Linked DNA regions of Gossypium hirsutum: region 2 is linked to region 1. A link is a contact called in public Hi-C data. All regions are on one chromosome and are shown on one strand. The core of a region is the stretch at or near the end of the contact, and the rest is flanking DNA. Distances in the headings are between cores, read along the strand shown.

The links. A called contact is a pair of places that touch in the nucleus more often than the background predicts.
Region 2: a contact with region 1 is called in a Hi-C map of leaf, with 1.6 times the contacts expected there. The contact joins the promoter of LOC107919988 here to the promoter of LOC107919976 in region 1. A contact is called at or near these places in 2 of 34 Hi-C or Micro-C datasets (both in leaf).

What each region holds. Positions count from the first base shown.
Region 1 is chrD13:31,848,495-31,854,350 of Gossypium_hirsutum_v2.1, forward strand. It overlaps LOC107919976 (putative acyl-activating enzyme 19), which reads right to left and starts at 2,094. Exons shown (of 17, transcript XM_016849434.2): 1 at 1,780-2,094; 2 at 754-1,257. The coding sequence starts at 2,089.
Region 2 is chrD13:32,681,312-32,686,921 of Gossypium_hirsutum_v2.1, forward strand. LOC107919988 reads left to right here and starts at 2,087. Exons shown (of 4, transcript XR_001690507.2): 1 at 2,087-3,102; 2 at 3,185-3,544.

The sequences.
Region 1 (5,856 bases), core at 844-3,343:
CAAAACTTGCTCGTTGATGTTATGTTGTAGCACAAGATGAAAAGGCCCCGGAAACAATACATTTTGGCATTTTATTGCACTATGCACATGTTATCTTGCAATAATGAAGGGATTAATTAGTGAACTATACAATGATCAACCAATAACATGATAAGAAACTACAACATCTATTGTATTGACATTTATATGGGAACACAATCATGGAGCAACTTGTATTTAAATCCAAATATACAACCTCCAATTATCCTATGGTGGTTACAACCAAAATTTCTTTATTTATTTTGTTCCTTAATTCAAAAAAACACAAGCCCTCCTCATACAATCTCAAGTGGATGGTTTAAGAATTTAAGATAAAGAAAGGTAGCAAGCTAGCATTATGAACCACAAAAGATTACTCAAATCTCTCAAGACTTAGGAAGTCTCTATTAGGTTATGAGCTCTTTATAATGTTGTCTGCCAATTAGTTGCAGAAATCAAGTTTGATTTTTCCTTAAGAGACTAGTACTAGGATACGAAAGAACAGTTTTTTTTTTTTGTTAAGCTATGAAAGAACAATTATATTTTCACATGAATTCAGGTCTCTCTAGTTCAACTAGGAGCCTAGTTCCTGACCAGATTTTCTAAGAAAAAGTTATTAACAATGATAAGATGAAAGAGATAACATAGATCCATATTGTGAAACATAAACTACTTCCAGCAGTATAGTTGTACACAAACACTACGGTAGTATTCAAATCATGACAAAAAACATACCTTCTTCTGTGCCACATACACCTTTAGGCTTTCCCGTAGATCCTGAAGTGTAAATTAGATAACAAAACAATCTTTTTCTTTCATTTTCACAAGGCCATGCTAGACTTGATTGACTTTTATGCGGTTCAATACTTGCCTCCATAGAAAAGCGCATGATAGGACAACTGCAGCATTCTAAGAGCCAATCTAATTGATCAACCAGCTCACTACCACTTTTCACAAGTGAAGATCCACAAGTGACAACAAGAGCAGCATCTAAAGAATCCAAAACCGACAATATTCTATCTCTCGGCCATGCAGGATCAACAGGCAAGAAAGCCTCCCCACACTTCAAAACAGAAAGAACAGAAACTACGTATTCCACTGAAGGTGGCATAAAAAGTGCAACAATCTTTGGTACATACATATTCTCAAGGTCAGTATGTTGACAAACTCCTCGAATGAAATCCAATGAAGCTTCTGACATTTGAACAGACTGAGGATGCTTGCCATTGGAGTTATCACCTTCATTGATACAGAAAATGACCAATAAGGATTCTTAAAACACACACACACCCGCAATTCCTTCTAAAACAACAAAATACTTGTACACAACTCTTAACATTTCTAATTAATTCATGCCTTTTTTTCCTCTTGCAGTCATCATCAACATGAAATATTCAAACCCATTTCATCAAATCATATAAGAAATTAAGAATTAAGAAACAATTAAAATTCCTTTAAAAAGCATTGGTTTTTATTTCTCCTACTTTCTCTTTGATATATCAAAAGTTACCGTGAAGAAGAACCAACAAATGAAATAAAGAAATAAATATATTAAAATTCACAGAATACCAACAAACGATTGAGGAGTTTCCTCCTCTTCTTATGGACAGTATTCAAGCTGAATTATATTTGAAATCCTTTTTATTAATCAAAAAGACAAACCTTTGTAATTTATACAAATTGCACTCATTTTTCTAGTAACAAACAAACAGAATCTTAATAAACAAATTCATAACTGAAGGGGAAAAAAGAAAAAAGTACCTGAGGTTTGGGGTTTAATCAAGTAACGATCATCAGCACCATCAAGAACGGAACATATACGAAAACTGAGACATTCAACGGACGCTAAAAGGTTAGCGAAAGTGAAACACCGGTCGCCTTTATACACCGGAGGATTCCCACCGTTGATCAACTCTCTGTCAATCCGGACCTCATTAGCTGACGGGTTAGATGGTGACGCGTGGATGATGGCTATTTTGTCAGGGCTTTTGCTTGCTGCTCTGTAAAATTCATGGATTAAGCAGCAGTGCTTACGCTGCAGCGTCTCCTGCTCGCCACTCGGAAAAGCCATTTACTTTTTCCAAAGGTTTCGGATTTGAATATATAATGTCGAAATATTAATTGGACCAGGTTAACAAAAGTTGGATTGAGGAATGTAATGTGGGCTTTACCTAATTCGAGTTTTCGTTCGCATGGACCCAATATAAACCCAAAAATACCTGTGTATTTATGAAATTGCCATGAGTTGGGTCAAATTCGAACAGAAAAACTAAAAATGGTTGGATCCGGTTTAACTTTGAAATATTGTTTTGGTATTTAAAATTATTCCATAACCATATTTATGTATTTTATGATTTTCAATTAAATAAAAATTAATCTTATTGGTCAAATATCAATTTAGGTAGTTAGTAAAAATATAAATTAAATAAGGGTCAATTTAGGTAGTTAGTAAAAATATAAATTAAATAAGGGTGCATTTGTTTTACTTGTGTTTATTTTATAGTTAACAGCTTAGTCAAAGGAAAATGATTTACATGTCAACCGAAAATAAATCTCTCTCTTTTTTTTAATTGACTTACCCTTTCAAAAAAAGTAAATTAATTTTCAAAAAAGATCTCATTTATGAATAATTTTATTTTATATAAAAAATAACTTGAATCAAATCTAATATTATGATATTAATAAGAATTTTTATTTTAATTTTTAAAATATTAAAATCAAATATTGTAATCTTCAATATTATTAAACATATTGTGACAAAAAAATACTATTAAACATACATATTTAATTATTTGTACTTAATAATATAAAAACTATTAATATAATTTATCATTTTAATAATTTATTTACTATTACAATTTTATTTTAACAATAATAATTTTAATTTTTAAATAATATTCTTAGTACATTATTGAAAAATATTTATATTAATAATTTAATAATAAATATATATTACAATTTATAAACATTTAATAAGAAATGTTTTATGATATAAAATATGAATATTTTAATTATATAAATATGAGTATTTGTTTAAATTATGCTTAGCTTTAGTAATATATGTAGTTTAAATAAAGTTTTAATTAGACTTTGTTTATAATCAAGTTTATATATGATATTAATTATTATAAAATATTATATTATTATAAAATAAATTTCAATTGTCAAAAGAAAATTTTACTATAATATTTTGTAGCAAATGTATTTTTGTTGTGTTTGTTTTGCTAAAAACAACTTTAAGAAAATGATTTCAGAAAAATTGTCAAACAATGAAAAATATGTTATGTAAAATCATCCCAACATCAGAAAATATGTTTTCTTCCAAAAATAATCAATCCATTTGAGAAATCATTTTTCATAAACTATTTCCAATTAAACAAACACTACCTAAGATTATTTAATTTTTCATTTAGGGTTTAAAAAGTAATGGGTAATATATATTTTACCCTTTAAATTTAATTATGGTTTGTATAATTTTCGCCGCATGTCTCAATTAATGGGATATTTGTATTTTTTATATTAATTTAATTTAGATAAAAGTTTGGGTGGCATCACCTATTAATGCTTATGTTATTTTGTGCATGTTGAAAGTACTATAAATGTATATAATTTTTTATATGTTAATAATATATTTCATATAAATTTTGATGTGTACATTTGGGTTTTGTTGTAACATGTTATAATTATTTTCTCATGTTGTATCTAGATTTGTTCTATATTTGACAATATTTATCTAATTCAATTTTAACTTTAAATTCATTTATTTAAAGTTTATATATGTTATATTTTACGCCGTGGTACCCTATTCTATGACACTTCTAAGAAACCAAGCTACAACAATACAGGTGGTTTGATGGCTGATGCCAAAACACATGTAACACCTCAAATTCGGTCGAGAAGGAGCGACCCGAGTCCAGCGAACTACATTGATCACCAGAGTGACTCTCCGTTAACTTCCAACCTAACCTCCAACACACCACTTAATAATAGCAAAAGTTGTGCTAAAACAAAAATATAGTAGTGGAAACAGAATGTAAAACAAGCAAGCTTCACAAAGTAACTTAAGCAGGTTTGCATGCTTGATAATAAACTTAAGAGTTCGCAGCACAACTTAGGTTTGCATACAACAACTCAAATTGTACAACAAAGAAATCTTAAGAGTTTGCAAAATAGTATGAGGCACGAATTCATATACTTTCCAGCCTTTACTTAAAAACACTTAACTCATAGGTTCACATAACTCCCAATGTATGGGTTTCACACAAAATCATAGGTTCGCATAGTACCTAAAATTCTTAACATACATCATGGTTTTGTTAATAAACAAGCTTCACAAACAAAGGAAACACGCATGCAAGGGTTATCATCCTGGAAACACGAAAATATACACATTTTTTCATGCCCTTTTTAACTCAAATTCATGCAGTTTCGGTAAAATTCTTGTCGAAAAATTTATAATAATTATAAAATAATTAAACTGCAGTTAAATTTTTAACATGTTAAATTTTAATTAATTTTACATTAAATTTTGATTAATTTTGATCATTTTCGACAGAATCGCACAAATGGCGAAAATTGGCTCGGCAAACACTACTAGAAGCGCAAAACTGAGAAGCGATTTTGAAGCATTAAGGCGAATTAATTTTTTAGCCTAAGACAGTCCAAATTATGAATATTAATTCATAATATAATTAATTTTAATTTTAATCAAAATTATTTTGGGTTAAATAAATTATTATTAATTAATTATGAAAAGAGGCCCAGTTGAGCTGAACCAAGAAAACCGATCCGATCGAGCACTAGGCAGCCCAAAGCCGTCCCACATGCTGACCCAATCAGCTTGTTTGACTGATTTTTTGGCTTGCAAAATAGCCCTTGAAGACTTCTTGAATTTGCATTCAAACCCCTCCACTATTCATGCTTTTCTAGATTTGCCTCTACATTAAAATAGCAAGTTTGAAACTTTCAAACTTGCCACATGTGTGGCCGGTCATGGGGGGACTCTATGGCTGCTAATTTTTTCAATTTTTAGCAGCCTAATCAACCTATCAAAACCCCCATTGGATACTAATTAGAAACACATCTAAAATCCTCTCATCATTTCACTTCTCTCTCACTTTCTCTATTCAAACCCCTTCCATTGTTCTTCATTTTCTTCCCCATTCCTTTGTCGATTTCACCTCTTGAAAAAGAGTCCTTCAACCACCATTTTAAGTAGCATTTAACTGTTTGTGGAAGCATCGGATCAACAAGAACAAGCGGAGAAGGAGGAGCGGAGCAAACTAGTCAAGCCTCGGAGAAACACCAGATTGATTCTTGTTCCTTATCCTTTTAATTTTATTGTTGTTGTTATGAATATGTCTATGAATATTTGTGATGTTGATATGTTTAATTTAATTAATATGACTTAAATTTAATCCGTGTTAGGTTGATTGCATTTTATCCACTTAATTTATTAAAATTGTGTTTGTGTTGTTATAGGCCTTGGTAAGATGTTTGATTAAATAAAACCATGACTAAGTTATTCTTGCATTAAAATTGTAAGATAACTAATGAATTAATTATTTAAACGGATTGAAATTGTAATTAATTGACATAATACTTAATTAGTGCATGTTTAATCATCTAAGGTAGCTAAGGGTTAAATTAGCAACGGTATCTAACGATATATTAGCCTTGCATAACTTGCAAGATTATTGTAATTAAACTGTTTCAAGGTAGGAATACATTGTTACCTCACGTAATCTTTTATGTGCTTATGAGATTGAATTAATTGTTTGAATTGGCATAAGAATATGTACAAGAGATTATTTTAATTTCATAAGTATGTATGTGCAT
Region 2 (5,610 bases), core at 837-3,336, 830 kb after region 1:
ATTTACACTCAATATTCCACCAAAATTAATCGAAATTTTCTCTCTTCAAAGACCCAATTTAATTTTTTTTTATTATATAAAAACGATCTATACACAAGTTTACTTCAAAAGCTCATTCATGGCGACCATCAAAGTAGCTCTTCCACAATCCACCCTCAACGTTCTACTATTTTCAGCCCACCTTGCAAACCTACTTCCAACTGGTACCATCTTCGCATTCCAAGCCATTATACCTCTCCAACAATAAGATGAATGGCTCACAAATAAGTGACTTTATTATGGTATATTTAAACCATTTTCAGCAATTATACTCGCTTGCTTCTTATCTTCTTTCACCGTTAATTTATGGGCAGGGATGACAAGCTTTATAATGGCATTGCCACCATCAATGGGCTTTGGGTCTTCTACCATGAGCTTGATGATGGTCTCAATTTGGAAAACAATTGATAAGAATTTAAATTTTTATTTCTAATATATTTTATTAAAAATAAGAAAAAATTAAAAATAAAGGTCAAATTGATAAAAATTATAAATTTTAAAGTTATTATAACTGCTACTTCATAATTTGGATGGAAGTTAGGTAAAAGATCAATATTTTCAACTAAAAAAAGTATAATGATTCACTATGTCAAAAATAAGTCTAGGGAGTAAATTTGTAAATTTTAAATGAGTATAGAAATTAGCTAAAAGATTGTAAGGATTCACTATTTCAAAATTATGTTATGGGAAAATTTTAATTTTTTAAATAGGAGAGAGACCCTTAACATATTTAAACATTTTTAAATTATATCATCTCTACTATTTTTTCCATATATCTAATCATTCCATTCTTCCAATGATTCCAAACTGATTTAGGTCTAGAACCAAATCCTTTTTCATATTAAATATCTATTTTACGAGGATGATGACCCTGTTTGACAATTGATTGATAATTCATTGTTGATTAAAGTGGTTGGTTTGACCAACTAATTATATTAATTGTTGATTTAAAAGTGTTTGATAAATTTTAGTTAATAACTAAAAGTTGATATGTGTAAAATGACAAATATGAGCATGTCATATTTTATTGTTAAATATTTATTTGTTTATAATACTTTAGTCTTTATTGGGTGAAATTATTGAAATAAAACACTATTATTAAGGAATTAAAAAATCCATTATGAAAATTAATTAGTAACTATTTTTGAAATTTTAAATAAACAAATTTCTTAAGTTCCTTATGTGCAAATATTAACCTTGTAGAAATTGATAAATATTAATAGTGTATTAATATAATTGTAAACTACATATTTAGTGATAATTATGTCACACTCTGAATAAATTTATCAAGTAGCATATTTCAATTAATATAAAGTTGCATAAGAAATCATTTTACACAAGTAAATTAAAAATAAATTAAGAGTACATAAATATTCAAGAAATAGATATATATCTCATTCCACATATCTTATTAGATTTGAGAGCATGTGACAAATGAAGTAATTTTTAAGCATGGTCAGATATATCATTTCACATATCTTATTCCCAATTCAATTAAAGGGTTCTACTATCCAATCTTCCATTTGTGCCCAAATCAACTAAAAGCGAATGCCCAAATAAACTAAAAACGACCTAAAACTCTGTTTACTAAATACCCAATAACTTTCAATTCTTATAAATGAAGATCGTTTGAATTATCAAAAAAAAAAAGAGCTTAAATTCGATGATGATGATGAATTTAATCAGAAGATGAGATTTCACTTTCACCGTAAAGAATCAATATGAGGCACCAAATGTAATAACATTTTTTAAAATACACTAGATGAATTTAAAAAAAAAAGATGAATTCGTGACCAATCTTTAATTATCTATTTTACAAGAATGATAATTTCCAGTTCTTCTAAATGAAATTGTTAGTATTATCACCAAAATCGCTTAGATTCGATGATGATGAATTCAATCAGAACAATACGAGGCGTAAAGTTTTTTTTATGTTGGCCATCTTTTTTATTAAAAAAAAGATGTTTAAAAAGAAATTAGTTCGCGTCATCCCAATGACTTCAAAGATATATATATATATTTGAAAAAACTCAGATTGGGCTAAAATAAAACTTAAAAGTTTACATAAGAGTTCAAAAGGAATGAAAAACCAACCCAGTACACAGCCTAGGCCCATCGATAAGAAAAAACAAATGCATTAATGAAAAAGAAACCTAATCACCTAGGAAATGAAAAAAAGGAAACAACTCTGCAATGCATTAATATTGCCGTTTCCTCTGCCCAATCAGACTCAATAGTCATAACTCGTCTTGTCCCTTCAATCTCAAATCACCTTCAAGACGTTTTGAAAAACCAAAAGCTTAGTATAGTTTCTCTGAAATCTGCTTTATTCCGGAACCATCTCTCCATTTCTTCCTTATTTGGCTTCAGTCTGGTTCTCTCACCCTGTCGATTTCTGCTTGAATTTCTGCAACTCCAGGGGCTCTTCCGACCAGGTAAACTCCTCTACTACTCTTCATCGCTTCAGATGCAAGATTATGCGCAAGGCCATTTGTAGATCTTGGGGTATGCTCAAACTTACATTCCTTAAAGTATACCGAAAGCTGATGGATATCATGAATAAACGCACTGACCAGTGATTTATCTGGGTTTTTTGTTTTACACTTCTTTATTATTGATAACGAATCACCTTCAATAATAACTCTGTCCCATTTCATATGTACGCCGATCTGGAGAGCTTTCCTACATGTGATTGCTTCCGCTCCAAAAGCTGATGGAACCCATTGATAAACCTCTGAACAAGATAAGAGAACTGAACCCTCTTCATTTCTGGCCACAACTCCGATAGCCGCTTTATTTTGTCCTCTTACAAAAGCTGCATCAAAATTGATTTTGATAAAACTGTCCGTTGGTTTTACCCATTTTTTTCCAGTTGTGGAGGACTGTCGGCTAGTTTTAGCAACTGAGTCTAACTCTGAAATGTAACTGCTAACAAATCTCCCTATTTCTTTTGCAGATTTACCTCCTTTGTTATGTAACCTGTTGTTCCTATCACCCCAAATGGCCCAGACTGCAACACAGAAAATCCGACGGTGGGATGCTGAGCACTGTGAAAAAACCCAGGTTAGCCACTGTTTAAACCCCATCTGGTTATCCTGCACGTAGCTAAGGAAAGATAACTCTCTCCACACTGATATTGTAACAGGGCACTCTCAAAAAAGATGTTCCATGGATTCAGATCCAGATCCGCACCGAGGGCACATTGCAGTACTCGTTAGCCTTCTAAATAGTAGATTGGCACGAGTAGCAAGGAAATTCCACGAGATCTTCCAAACTGTAATTTTAATTTTTGAGGGTAAATCAAGAAGCCAAAGTTTTCTGTAGAAATCCTTAGTCAAGTTGTAAAGCATAAGCTCTAGGATCATATGCAGTATTTTGTAATAGTTTATAGGAGCTACGTACTGTGAACTCCCCCGACGCTTCAGCACTCCAAACTTGAAAGTCTTCGTGTGGTCTCTCAGCCAACGGGATGCTGAGAATCATATCTGCTACATCCATCGGGAAGGTATACTCTACCAACTCCTTTTTCCATGTTCTATTGCTTGAATCAATTAATTCCGCAACCTTACTATCATTCAAATTCGAATTTAAAACTGGTAGTCTAACATGCGATAAACCTGGAATCCAGTTATCACGACTGATCGAAATATTTGTGCCTGTACCCACCAGTCAGCATAATCCTTCAGCTAAAACACCCTTAGTAGCCCAAATACTCTTCCATGTATATGAAACGTTGTTTTCCCAAATTGGAATTTAAGAAATCAACTTTTGGAAAATACTTCGCTTTTAATACTTTTCCTACTAAAGGATTTGGATTGTTCAAGATACGCCACCCCTGTTTAGCTAAAAGGGAAATGTTAAATTGAGCCATATTTCTGAAACCCAATCCACCCTCGTCTTTAGGACGACATAAATACTTACATTGACACTAATGAATTCCTCTTCTTTTATGCGCTTTTTGCCACCAGAACTTAGCAAATATGTTTTCAGAATCTCCACAAAGAGTCTGGTTGTAAGAAATACGGCATAGCATAGGTAGGGATGGCCTGTAAAACTGACTTAATAAAGGTTTCTTTACCACCTCGGGATAACCATCTCGTGCTCCACCCCTCAATCTTAGTCAAAATCTTCTCTTTTAACTCTTGAAAGGATTCCTTCTTCCTTCGACCAACCATGTTCGGAAGCCCCAAGTAACGCTCTAAATTTGTTGAAATCCGCACTCCCAGCTTTGTCGATGCTTTTTCGTTCTTCCCCTCAGATGTATTCATACTAAAGAAAATGGAAGACTTACTGAAATTGACACATTGCCCAGAGCATTCACCATATTCCTTCAAAATATCCTTTAAAATACTAGCACCCTTATCTGAAGCTTCCCCGAACAAAATACAATCATCTGCAAAAGCAAATGTGTAATTTCTGGTCCACTTCTGCTCGCTTTTGCACCTTTTAGCATTCCCGCCTTTGAAGCCAATCTCATCAAGGATGATAACCCTTCACTACAAATCAAAAAAAGAAAAGGGCTCAAAGGATCCCCTTGGCGTAATCCTCTAGTTGGTAAAAAAATTCTACCACTGGTTCTATTGATGTTAACTGCATAAGTTGTCGTGGAAACACACTTCATAATCAGCCCAACCCACTGTGCTGCAAAACCCATTCGTAACGTTACATCCTTCAAAAATTCCCAGTCAACCCTATCATAAGTTTTGCTCATATCAATTTTCACTGCCATATATCCTTTTCTTCCTGCACGTTTTTTTCTGGAAAGTGTGCAAGATTTCATAAGGTAGAAGCACATTGTCAGCTATTAGCCTCCCCGGAGCAAATGCACTCTGGGCTTCATCAACACATCTTCCAATGACTACTTAAAGTCGATTAGCAATTGTTTTTGCAACCATTTTATAGATTACTGAACATAAACTACGGGTCTGAAATTAACAATGCTAGTGGGATTTGAGAATTTTGGAATCAGAACAATATCTGTATGATTAAAATAACCAAAACTGGCACTATTATTTAAGATATCCAAACAAAAGTTTGTTGTTTCCTTACCCATAATATGCTAGAATTTCAGAAAGAAAATAGCTGGAAAACCATCATGTCCTGGGGCTTTTGTTGGTCGCATTCCTTTTAATGCCGTATATAATTCGTCTGCTGTAAACACTGCCAAAAGCTCTCTATTAGTATCATTGGAAATACTTTCCTTTGTACCTGATAACAAATGAGAACAATCCTCCCCTCCTTTTGTCGTAGAAAGCTCTTGAAAAAATGAAGACGCTACATCATAAATCTCACTCTCCTCAATAGCTGCTCCTCCTTTAGCTTTCTCCAACTTGGAAATTATATTTATACGTCTACGGTATGTAGCAAATCTATGAAAAAAGGTTGAATTCTTATCCGCATTTAAGCCAGTTCGCCCTTGCCCTTTGTTCCCAATAAATTTTATTCAATTTCCAAATTCAGGTGAATCTTGGTGTCAATGATTTCTGCCAACGTATTATCATTCCTATCCTCTCCCAGTAATTTATCATGCTGCTCTAATAATTTCTTTTTTAGTCCTCGGTAAAAGTACCT